Regions from separate parts of the Mus musculus genome. Here region 2 is linked to region 1. Evidence: chromatin contacts called from public Hi-C data. All regions are on one chromosome and are shown on one strand. The core of a region is the stretch at or near the end of the contact, and the rest is flanking DNA. Distances in the headings are between cores, read along the strand shown. Region 1 has its middle 43 kb from the start of Api5. Region 2 has its middle 81 kb from the start of Api5.

The links. Hi-C and Micro-C count contacts between places; a contact is called where the count stands out from the background.
Region 2: a Hi-C map of cerebellum shows a contact between it and region 1, with 2.3 times the contacts expected there. The contact joins two enhancer-like sites. A contact is called at or near these places in 1 of 15 datasets of contacts at CTCF or cohesin (large pre-B cells), 4 of 484 Hi-C or Micro-C datasets (brain, cerebellar granule neurons, cerebellum and 1 more) and 2 of 115 datasets of contacts at active chromatin or transcription factors (embryonic stem cells and large pre-B cells).

Annotation. Positions count from the first base shown.
Region 1 is chr2:94,478,778-94,484,134 of GRCm38.p6, forward strand. No RefSeq gene overlaps it. Among named protein-coding and RNA genes, the nearest start is that of Api5, 43 kb to the left of the region's middle. Within about 2 kb of position 1,259, at least 6 of the 459 cell types and tissues checked have an H3K27ac peak or open chromatin away from gene starts, as enhancers often do. A contact at or near this core is called in cerebellar granule neurons and cerebellum, where this site is marked.
Region 2 is chr2:94,516,210-94,522,006 of GRCm38.p6, forward strand. No RefSeq gene overlaps it. Among named protein-coding and RNA genes, the nearest start is that of Api5, 81 kb to the left of the region's middle. Within about 2 kb of position 1,297, at least 4 of the 459 cell types and tissues checked have an H3K27ac peak or open chromatin away from gene starts, as enhancers often do. A contact at or near this core is called in cerebellar granule neurons and cerebellum, where this site is marked.

The DNA of each region.
Region 1 (5,357 bases), core at 9-2,508:
CTCCCTCACTGCCTGCTGCATGCTACATCCCAGCTGACTCATGCAGAAGGCAGCAGCTGTAGCCTCTGGAGGTGGGGTGTAGCCATGGGCTCTGAGGACACAGGTGAACTTATCTTCCAATGGGGCCACCTGCTTCTAAAAAAAAAAAACACTTCTGGAAAAACAAGCCAACACATTTCTCTAACATATTTGATCGCAGTGTTGGTTGATGGGCCGGCTCATCTAATAAAGACACCCGTTCACACTTAGGTTGTAGGAGTGCAGGACATACTGTTCGGGTCTGTTCTGCATTAACCTTATCCCAGTCTAGGGGCCCCTGAAGGTTGAGAACCATCAGAAACAAACTTGGCTCAGTGTTTCATGATGTGCCCAGGTCCAGACATCTATAGAGCCAAGGGAAAGCACAGTGCTGAGAACCAGAGAGGCACAGACACCCCAAGTCTCAAGATGATGGCTGACCACCAGAGCACAGGGGTGAGCGCTCTGCTGTTGGCCCTCTCTAATCCTATTTCCTGTAGAATCTGTCAGAGGCAGATGAGATTTTCAGGCTGTTAATCCATTGTCTTCTCAGAGTTCCAGCCCTTGGAATGAAGCAGATTCAATTCCCACCTACAAAGTAGACTCGATTCTCATCTGTTCTCTTTGACCTCTGCGGCACTCTGGGGTCCTGTGACTGCAAGTGATGCACCATTGGGTGAACCTGCTAAGGGTAGATTTAAAGTCTGTGATTTGTGCTGAGAGTAGCCCTGAAGGTCAGAAGGGCAAGAATGAGGTGTGACATTCAAGATATGGCAGTAGGGGCTGTGGGTTAGGACCCGAGTGGTTTTATCTGTCTTTTCCTGCCTTCTTTTCTGCTGTAGATAGTTCTGTCTTCTTCACTATCGCCGACATTTGTTCTTCTTTAGATTTATTAATACCCTCTGGCCTGGGGTGTTCATACAACCAAAGCCCGTTCGCCTTGGTTAGTTGACTTTCAGTGTTCAGCTAGATTCGATGGATGAATGAGCTAACTGTGGAATCCGCCTCTACCAGGCAGCTTCAGTAAACAAGTGAGCGCTCAACAGTGGATGTTTACAAGCCAAAAATCACAAATTCAGTCAGCAGAGCAGTAACTTCATTAGGCGCTTCCCTCTGCCGTTAGTCAGTAAGAGAAAGTATGGGGGCTGTGATTAAACGCGCTTTTCTTCTGTGGCAGGCCACCGCTGTCTGCTTGCTTGGCACGTGCCATTTTCCTTTCTCCTTCCTTCCAAGTCTTCTCACAGCAAAGCTGGCTGCGAAGTCGGGAAGCAAGCATGCCATCTTAGCGCTGACACGGCCGCTGGCTCGACTGATTTGTCACTACGGTTTTTCCTGACTCCTTCTTCAACCTTGGCTCAAATCCCGGGCTCTGAGCTCCAGGTGACATCTGCTCCCTACAGATTGGTACGAGCACATTCCAAGTGCCCTTACTGACGACTCTCATCAGTGAGTACAACCCCAGGCTAGTCTCTGCACCCTCTTCTCATAGGCATAGGTGTCTTTAGCCAGCCAGGTGAATCTCTTTTTCCTGTTAAACTCCTTTCTCTCTAGAGAAGCCATCCGAGCATGCTGTTCCTCCATTAAGTCTTATCATGGCGTTAAGCAAGGCTTGTTAATCCTTTCTCTGCTGCCTAGGCTACTTTCCAGGAAGTGCTGGATTTAATTGAAGAAAGGATGGGAGAGGTTCAGATGCCAGCCCAGTGTCTGTCAGCTTCCAGTCCAAAATAAAGGAGACTAGGAAGGAGGAGTTTAGAAAACAATACTCGACGCCAGACAAATATCGACAAATCTTGATAGCTCAGAAGCAATTGACTTTGAGAAAGTGAAACTTAAATCTAGACTCTTCTGGTTTTGAAAGGGTCTCTGAAGTCTTGTCATCTGCTCCTTTATTTTATAAATGGGCAAAGTCTGCGCTAGAAGAGACTGGAGGGGCTGCTCAATGATGAATCAGGAACTGAAGAGCAAGCCTGGGACTCTGCTGGTCCCTAGAGGCTTTACTTTAGAGACAGTTAGCTCATCATCTCCTCTTTCATAAAAGCAGCTAAGAAGGCTTGAGATTTAAATGACATTTTCCTTATTTACTTTGTGGGGTGTGTGTGTGTGTGTGTGTGTGTGTGTGTGTGAATGAGTGTGCCGTGGTGCGCCTGTGGAAATAAAAGGACATTCCTTTCCTTCTACCACACGGGTCCCTCAGTGGTCAGCCACACAGGCTGCATCTTCATCCACAGAACCACCTCGCCCACCCAGAAAGGGTTCTGAAGGTGGACTCAATGCTTTCCTATCCACAAATTTAAAAAAATTATTACAAAGTTTTGTTTGTATGTGTAATTATGTGCATAAGTCTGTGTGTATATACAATATATACACTCAGTGCCTATAGACTGTATTCTTCTGTGCCTGTGGAGGCCAGAAGAGGCTGTTGGATTTCCTGGAACTGGAGTTATGGATTGTGAACCCATTCTGGTACTGGGAACCCAAGCCGAATCTTCTCCAAGAGCAGCCACTGCTGCTCTTAACCACGGAGCCACTGCTCCAACCTAAACCTCATACAACTTGTAAAGATGTTGATAGGCTTTTACTCAGGATTTAGGGAAATGTCAATCATAATCCTTTTGCTTTTAGGTGTCAAAAGTACAATTAGTCAGAAAGGAGGGTTTCTAAGCCTGTGAGATCACAGGAAAGTTGGCTAAACAGACCACACAAATCTGGACCAGAACAAGGACTAGAGTGTGCATAGCACCTTCCCATACCCCTCCTTTTCTTGACTTTCCTCCCCCTCTTACTTTTCCATTTTGTTAGAGACAGGCTCTTACTATATGACCCACTTTAGGCTTGGCCCTGCGATCCTCCTGCCTCAGCCTCCTCAGTGCCGGGACCACAGGTGTGTGCTGTTCCTCCTGGCTGGAGTTTTATTCTGACCAGAAGAACCAAGTCTTTTCATCTGGAAGCTTGCCCTACGCTTTCCACATGCAATGGCAGCACTGTTTTATGCCCTGCAGATCCTCCAGGAACAAGGTATTGATGTCACACTCCATAGCCTCAAGCCTTGGGAGTTTTCTGGTTACCTAGATATGATGGGAGGAGTCAGGTGGCTTTCCCCTGAGCCAATCAGGTTTAGTCTGGAGGATGGGATGTTATCATCGTCCATGCTTGATTCTAGAATTTAGTCTAGAACTGACTGAGGTAAGCAGGAGAGGGAAGCTACCTCCACACAAACCTCATGGTTGGCGTTTGTATGTGGACAGGAGGAGAAGGGTGCATATGCTCACGGAAACCAAATGGCTGCTGGGTGGAGAAACTGATGGAGCCCTGCAAGTGGGAGCCCGGCTCCTTCTCCTCTAACATTTTTCTTCACCTGACACGTATTCACCTCTGAGACAACTTCAGAGGGGATTTGTGGCCTTTCAGTTCAGCCACTTACCTAAACATGAGACAACAAAGGCTAGCTGGGAGCATTTCACTGGATTGGCCCCTTCTGCAAAGGAGCCTCACTGTGTGGCACAGTTTAACGGCTCTGCCAATCCTTGAGTTTCAAAATTGTATCATCTTTCTTCCTGCTGAGTTTCTTCATGGTTGGTGGCCTGGATTTCCATTTCTGGAGATGAGTCCTTTCATTGGTCCATCCTACAAAATGGCCCAAGGCCTCAAACAGACATTAACACTTTACAGCATTGGTGAGATTGTGGGACACTGTTTTTTTTCTTTTTCATAGTGACTCTTAGAACATAACATTTATCTTAAAGAAATGTTACTGGCTCCCCAAGAGAGCAAACCTTTTTCTGCATGTTTGTAGTTACAGCTTTCCAGAAGCAATGGGATAGACCTCTACCCGGTGATTGTGTCCTCTGTTTCTTTTGTGAAGTCACAGTTAGATTATCAGCTGGTAGAGCAATAGTCATAATAGAACCAATACTTACTGGGTGCTTGTAGCACACCTGACTTGGTTGATTTTTATAGTATTTAGTATATTTGATCCTTACAATGCCCCAAAAGTTAAGAACAAGTTACTATGATCCCATTTTGTAGATGGAGAAAACGACACACAGTACATCTGCTTGCCAAAGGTCATGTGACTACAAAGTGTCAGAATTGGGATTGGAACCTCTGAGTTTGCTGAGTATGCATATGGTGGTTTTAATGGAATGGCCGCTCTGTTTGGAGAGTTTGTTGAACCCTTAGCAAGTGTAGCCTTGCTGGAGGAAGGGCATCACTGAGGGGGGCTTTGAAGACCATCGATTCATCTCACCTCCAGTTCATTCTCTCTGCTTCATGTCTGTGGTTCAAGATGTGATTTTCCAGCTTCTGGTACAGGCTGCCTGCTGCCAGGTCTCCCTTGCCATTATAGACTCCTCCTCCAGAACTGGCCGCTAAAATAAATTCTTCCACATATCACATCATGTTGAGGCTTTATTCCAGCAACAATAACTAATGCAACAAAACAGTATCATAACATCTTCTTTCGCTTTCTCCTAATTAGGCAAGTATTTCATTGACTTAAGACATTTGAATAAACCTCTTTTTCTTCAAACATTTTCCCTGCCTGTTGAATGATAACCTTGGTTGGCTTAGTTTAAAGTTTTTATTTGCACAGTAGAAATATAAGTAATTCTGGAAACAATACCTAATTTTGTTCATCCTAAAGTTCAACTAATGCCGCTTCTGTACCCGTGTTAGCCAGTACATTAGAATGAGTGGCTGATATAATGTCCACTGTAAAGATGAAGAAACTGAGACCTGATGAGTTTAACAGATTGACCAAGGTCGCTGGGAGGGTTTGAATGGGAGAGGTGTCCCACATAGGCACAGGTGTTTGGGCACATGGACCCTGGTTGATGACACTGTTTGGAGATACATCCTTACTAGAGGAAGTAAACACTTCACACTCACGGTTGAAGGTTGTGATCTCTCTGCTTTCTGCTCCAGCCACTATGCCTGCCTGCTTCCCTGCCACCCTGCTACAATGGACTCTCACCCTACTGGATCCCCGAGCTCAAATATGCTCTGTCTCCTATAGGTTGCTTTTGTTCATGGCGCTTTATCATAGCACAGAAATTTAGCTAACAAAGTCACCTAGAAACAAAGTGGGCAAGCCTGATTTCAGGTTTAGTCCCATCTCCCTAAAGCAGTGCTCTCTAGAGTACCTGTAAACGAAATGATAATATGTGCTTTCTGCCTTGTAGAGCTCTTTTTAACAGGGAAAGAAGGTGGAAAGTGCAAGAGACATTCCTCGAGAGACCCCAGGGGACAGATATATGAAGAAAAAACAAGGGCAGAGGTGAGAGGTTATACTACAGAGTGCTAGTTCTGCCGTACTGCTGACTAGAGACAAGGAAAACATT
Region 2 (5,797 bases), core at 47-2,546, 37 kb after region 1:
AGCAGCTGTCAGAACAGCGTGTTCCAGAGCATCATGGTATCTTCTAGGACAACTCTAGTCTCCAAGGCAACTAGATATCCCAGCTGTGGCCATTGCATGCACTATTCATATTGCGCCTTCCATGAGGGTACCTAAGCAAGAGTCAAGAGAGAGCTGACACTGTGTCTTGTTTGCAGAGTCATGTACTGCCATCAAGCTGTCCTCATCTGTATAATAGGCAGATGTCCTTTCCCAATTTATTCCTAGGTAACTGACCCTAGTCCAGCAGTGTTCCATTGTGACTGCAGCTCCCCTGAAGGGGCCCCTTTCTCATTCATGCAATAGAAACAGGATTTTGCAGTGGTCATAGATTTTCAGTGATGAAGCTTCAAAGCAAATTTCTCTCCTCTGTCTTCCTACAAATGTGGACAGGCATATCCATCAGCTCTTGTGGCATCATGCACATATATGTTCATTGTCTGTAGGTAATAAAACCCTATTCTGTCCTCAAATTTTGGTTCACTAGAGCTGAGGGCTGTAATTATACTGTAAACAAGCTAACATTTGCTAGCCAAACACTTCAGAAGGAGTGACTATCACTGAGTAAAATCAGGTTGAGCCACACTTCTGTTTTTATGTTGAACTGCAGAAGGTCTTGCCAGGCCATTCTTCTCCCAGGAGGTGCTTTAAAATCACTGACAACAGGAATGGTTACATCAGTGTTATTGTCAGTACCACCACTATCAGTGGCATTATCACTACCACCATCATCACCATCACTGTCATCAGCATCAGCATCACAACTATTATCATCACTGCATTCTTGTCTCCGTGCCTTAATGACCTTATCATACAGCTAGGCACCAAAGTCTCTCTGTCTGCAGCCTTTCCTTCCCTATATGATTTTTAACCTGCCAAGTCAGTCTCAAGCACCAGATTGGGTTTTCTTTGGTGTCTGGGTTCCTCCTGAGTAGACATCCTGGATTTCACCTGCATACAGGCTGTTTCAATTCAGCTGAATCCAAAGTTAACAGATGGCTTGTTCTACAGGAGGAGAGAGTTGGGACTTAATGTGTTCAGGAAAGTAAATCCATAGATTGCAAAAAATAAAATATTGTTCCTTCTTCCCATTATAAACTGCTTTGAATTAGAATTTGAAGAAAACATAAAGTCATTATACTTATAATAAAAACAATAGCCATTATTTTTAAATATGTATTTGCCACTGAGTAAAAGGGTGGATTTAAGAAAAACAAAACAAAACAATATACATCTCACAGCTATCTTGCTGGCAGGTATTTTGTTGATGAATAAAAAGAAACTCATTGTAATGAGAGATTTGTTAGGGGCAGTGTTGGCTCACACCCTTTCTCTGGGATAGTTTCCCCTTGTGCATTTGTTTTTCATGACCTTTGGATACCCTTACATGTGTATAACGCATAATTCAACCTTAGATGCAAAGGCATTTTAAAAAATCTGCCAACAAATTTGTTTTCTCACCACGAGAGTAATACATATTCAATATGAACAATTTTGAAATAATAGATAAGTTGCCCAAGGTCATGCTGATTTGATAAATGGCAGAGTTAAAGCTCTACACCACTGTTTAGTGTGAAATCATTTTCATAATCTGGTGTCTTTTGGCTGACTTACTCATGGGGTCAGATTCATTACTGTATAACACACTGGCACATCTCAGTGCAGGGCCTTTGTTTGTTTTGCATACTTCCATCTGTCTTTAACATAGGTTAACAGTATGGAACTTATCTTGTCCAAACAGGCAGCCAATTTTGGGGATAGAATCATTCTTGGGATAAAAATGTCACTGGATAAGCCAGTACTGCAAATAGAATTGATGTCCATACATGACATATTGGCTCCTTTTAAGCAAGTTTTTGAGGCCGGGTCTTGCTATATGGTTCCAGCTGGCCACGAATGTGTGGTAATTCTCATGTCTCAGTCTCTTGCGACATGAGAGTGCAGACACATACCACCATACCCAGCAAGTTGGCTTCTTTTAAAGAATGCCCAGTGATCTGTAAAGTCATGCAAATCTGTAAAGCCGTATGGTGACAAGGATTTCATATTGTTGCAGACAGGCAAGTTGATTGCACACTGCTTGGCAGGGTAGATCTCAGGTCACCTTTGATATTTCTTGTAGTCCCCAGACTCTGCCCCTGACAGCAGAGGTTGTTTGCTGCTTTTAAGACACATTTAGTTTTCTCGGTTTATTTTTCTTTTAGTTATAAATGAATGCAATGAAAGGCCTACGAAGTGATACATAGATATGAATCAGGTCTTTAAATCTTTATGAACCTTGAAATGGTTTGACTGGATGACAGACAGAGCCTGTTCCATCTCTCAGATTCTTAAAAGTCTTTCATCAGTCAAAACAGTGGGAAAAATCAGAAGGGGGGCTAGTCTGCGAAATGTTGCTAATTCTTTTCTTGCCAGTTGTAGGGAGTGGAGATCTATGATCTCTATCAATTGATAACTGTTAGGTAACAGTCAGGACAGACTGGAAGCAGAAAGGAAGCAGCTTTTCAGCAGAGGCACCAAGATGGCATGCTGTTGTGGGGATGCGGGGTGGGGGAATTCGACTTATTTCTCATGCCTAAAATGGAACAATTTAGAAGTCCCTGCCGTCACCACATTCTGGAATGTGCAGCAATCTCCCGCTACCAGTTTGGGCTGTGAGAATAATATTGTATTTGTTTTCTCTAACAATCTATGGACCTGGATGGAATAGAGACAGAAGTCGTGCCACAGTGGCGTTCCTCTGGGAAGAAGCAATGTTAGCTGGAGCCACAGGCCGCAGAAGCCAAAAGGCTTGCTTCGATCCTTGGTTACCTACCCCTCGCTGATGCATAACCTTACTCATGTTCTTTAATTTCTTTCAGCTTACATTTGCTCACGTATAAAATGGAACTAATAAAGCGTTCCTCAGAGCTTTAGTGTAAAGATTAAATTTTAATGCATGCAGAATGTCTCCTGCTCAATAAATTTAACTCCACAGTGTCATATTCAAAATCTGGAAATCCAAAGATCAAGAAAACTGTTTTCTTGGAACCTACCTGGCTCCTTGGAACCTTCTGTCTGATCTGATTTCATCTGAAGTTTCCCAAGATCTTGTGAAGCTACTCGTGGGCTTTGTTCCAGTCAATGTGAATACTAGTAGATCTTCATGCATAAGTAGAAACATGTTAGATTATTTGTGATATCTCAATCCTTTTAGAGATGCTATATAATGTATAATTTAGTTTTTTTCTAAAGTGTGTAACAGTGCCTGGGGAGGTAGCTCAGTTGGAAGAGCATTTGTTCTAGCATGTATGAAGCACTGAGTTCAGCCCCCCCCACGTATAAATGAGGCACAATGGTGCACACCTTAATGCTAGAACTAAGTATGAGGAAGGATGAGACATTCAAAGCTATTTTTAGTTAATAGTGAGCTCCACACCAGCCTGCAATACATGATTCCATTTCAAAAAAAAAAAGTAAAACAATTCTGAATTTTGAGCTGTAGGTCACTGAGGATTTTTGGTAAGGGCTTTAAACTTATGTTCTGTTTCTTCTTTCAAAATGGGTGAATATGAAAATATATATTTTTGATTGGTTATCATAGCCAGTTTTGGAAAGCAGTCTTTAAAACAAAGATTTATTTTTACTGTCCGGATGTCAGTCATTGGATTCCAGTGGAGTTGTAGTTAGCAGTGGCTGGGAGGTGCCTGGCATGGCCTCTGGGCACTGACCTGGGTCCTGTGGAAGAGCAGTCTCTGGCTACCAGTTGCTTGGCTGTGAGGATAATATTGCACTTGCTTTTTTCTAACCTATGAACCTGGGTGGAATAGAGACAAAAGTCATGCCATGGTGGTGCTCTTAGTCACTGAGCCAACTCTCTAGCCTTAAGAAAATAATCTTTAGGATTTTTCCTTTTGTCTTTTTTTCTCATTTTCTAAAAATATTTGAGAATTTCATGTATTTTAATCGTATTTGCCCTCACTCCTCTTCCCAATTCCTCCCAGACCCCCAGTTCTCCTTACCTCTCTATTCCTAACTCATATCTTCTTCTTCTTCTTCTTCTTCTTCTTCTTCTTCTTCTTCTTCTTCTTCTTCTTCTTCTTCTTCTTCTTCTTCTTCTTCTTCTTCTTCTTCTTCTTCTTCTTCCTCCTCTTCCTCCTCCTCTTCCTCCTCCTCCTCCTCCTTCTTCCTCTTCCTCTTCTTCTTCTTCTTCTTCTTCTTCTTCTTCTTCTTCTTCTTCTTCTTCTTCTTCTTCTTCTTCTTCTTCTTCTTCTTCTTCTTTCCTTTTTTCGTGACAGGGTTTCTCTGTGTAGCCCTGGCTGTCCTGGAACTCACTCTGTAGACCAGGCTGGCCTCAAACTCAGAAATCCGCCTGCCTCTGCCTCCAGAGTGCTGGGATTAAAGGTGTGCGCCACCATGCCCAGCTATATTCTTCTTTTAAAAATAACCAATTTGTGCTTTCTATATACTCCTAGGTGTGGGGCCTCATACTGGAGCATGGTCCACTCACCAGAAGCCATGGCCTCAGAGAAAACTGTCTTTCCCTCTCTCATAAGCTATCAATTACTCATTGTTCCTTAGCTAACTTAGCTAAGGGTGGAACTTCATGTTCCCCACTCCCTTTATGCTGGGATTTTCTCTGGCTTGAGCTTGTGTGGGTCTTCTGCATGATGTAATGCATGCTCTGAGTTTATGTGTGCACATTTTCTTTTGCACTGGAAACTACCATTTCCTTGTAGCCATCTCCTGCTCTTACAATTTTCTCAGTGACTTCCCCACAGTGACCCCTGAACCTTGGGTGGAGAGAATAGGATTCAGATGTCCCATTTGAGGGTGAGCTCCCAGATCTCTTTTCTCGGCATGCCAATCAGCTGTGGGCCTCTGTGTTAATTACCATCTGCTGCAAAAGGAATCCTGTTTGGTGAGGGCTGAGTGACACACAAATACATAGCTGTAGCAATAAGTCATGGAGAGTCAGTTTAATACAATGTTCATTTATAATAGCAGTAGGTCCTCTACTAGGATCTATTTTCACATTGTGTGAATTATAGATTTATGACTATAACCTGGGATTTGCCTTAGAGTTCTTTAATTATTTTTATTATGTTTTTACTTGTTAATTTCATGTGCATATGTTTGAGGCAAGCATGACAGCACATATATGACAGTCAGAGGACATCTTGTGGTAGTCTTATATATTTGGCTGGGTCCTTCTACACTAGGTATAGCACTTTTTTACTACACATATTATGTTGAAATTCCAACGAATAGACATAAACCGGGGCTAGGGGGATAGTGCAAATGGTAAAGACTGCTTCACAAGCATGAGTATGTAAGGCCAACTCCCCGGAACTCAGGTAAAAATGCTGGGCACACATCATCATCACTAACCCTGCCCTGGGGGCACCAGGAGACCTGAGCCACAGTTTGTCCAGGCCCCTGGGTGTCCCTGCCCACTACACCTTGAAGGGCTGACCTGTGGTAGGCAGTGGCCATGATCCAGTGTCATATTGTGCTGTTCCCATACACGTCACCCAGCCACCCATGCGCTGCTTGACCACAGCAACCCCTTTTTAGTGCAGCAGACGTCACTCCTCACATCACCGGCTGAGGCTGTCACATTGGAACAAAACACAGCATTGTATTTTTTTTTTCATTCCCCTTGCCCTTTTGTTGTTTGTTGTTGTTCATTTAAGCATACATTTAGAAGTGAACATTGTCAGAACCTTTTCTTCCTTTCTTACTCCCCGGTTAACTGAGGTTTTTACTGATCTCTAGAGCAGTTCAAACACCAAGTGCT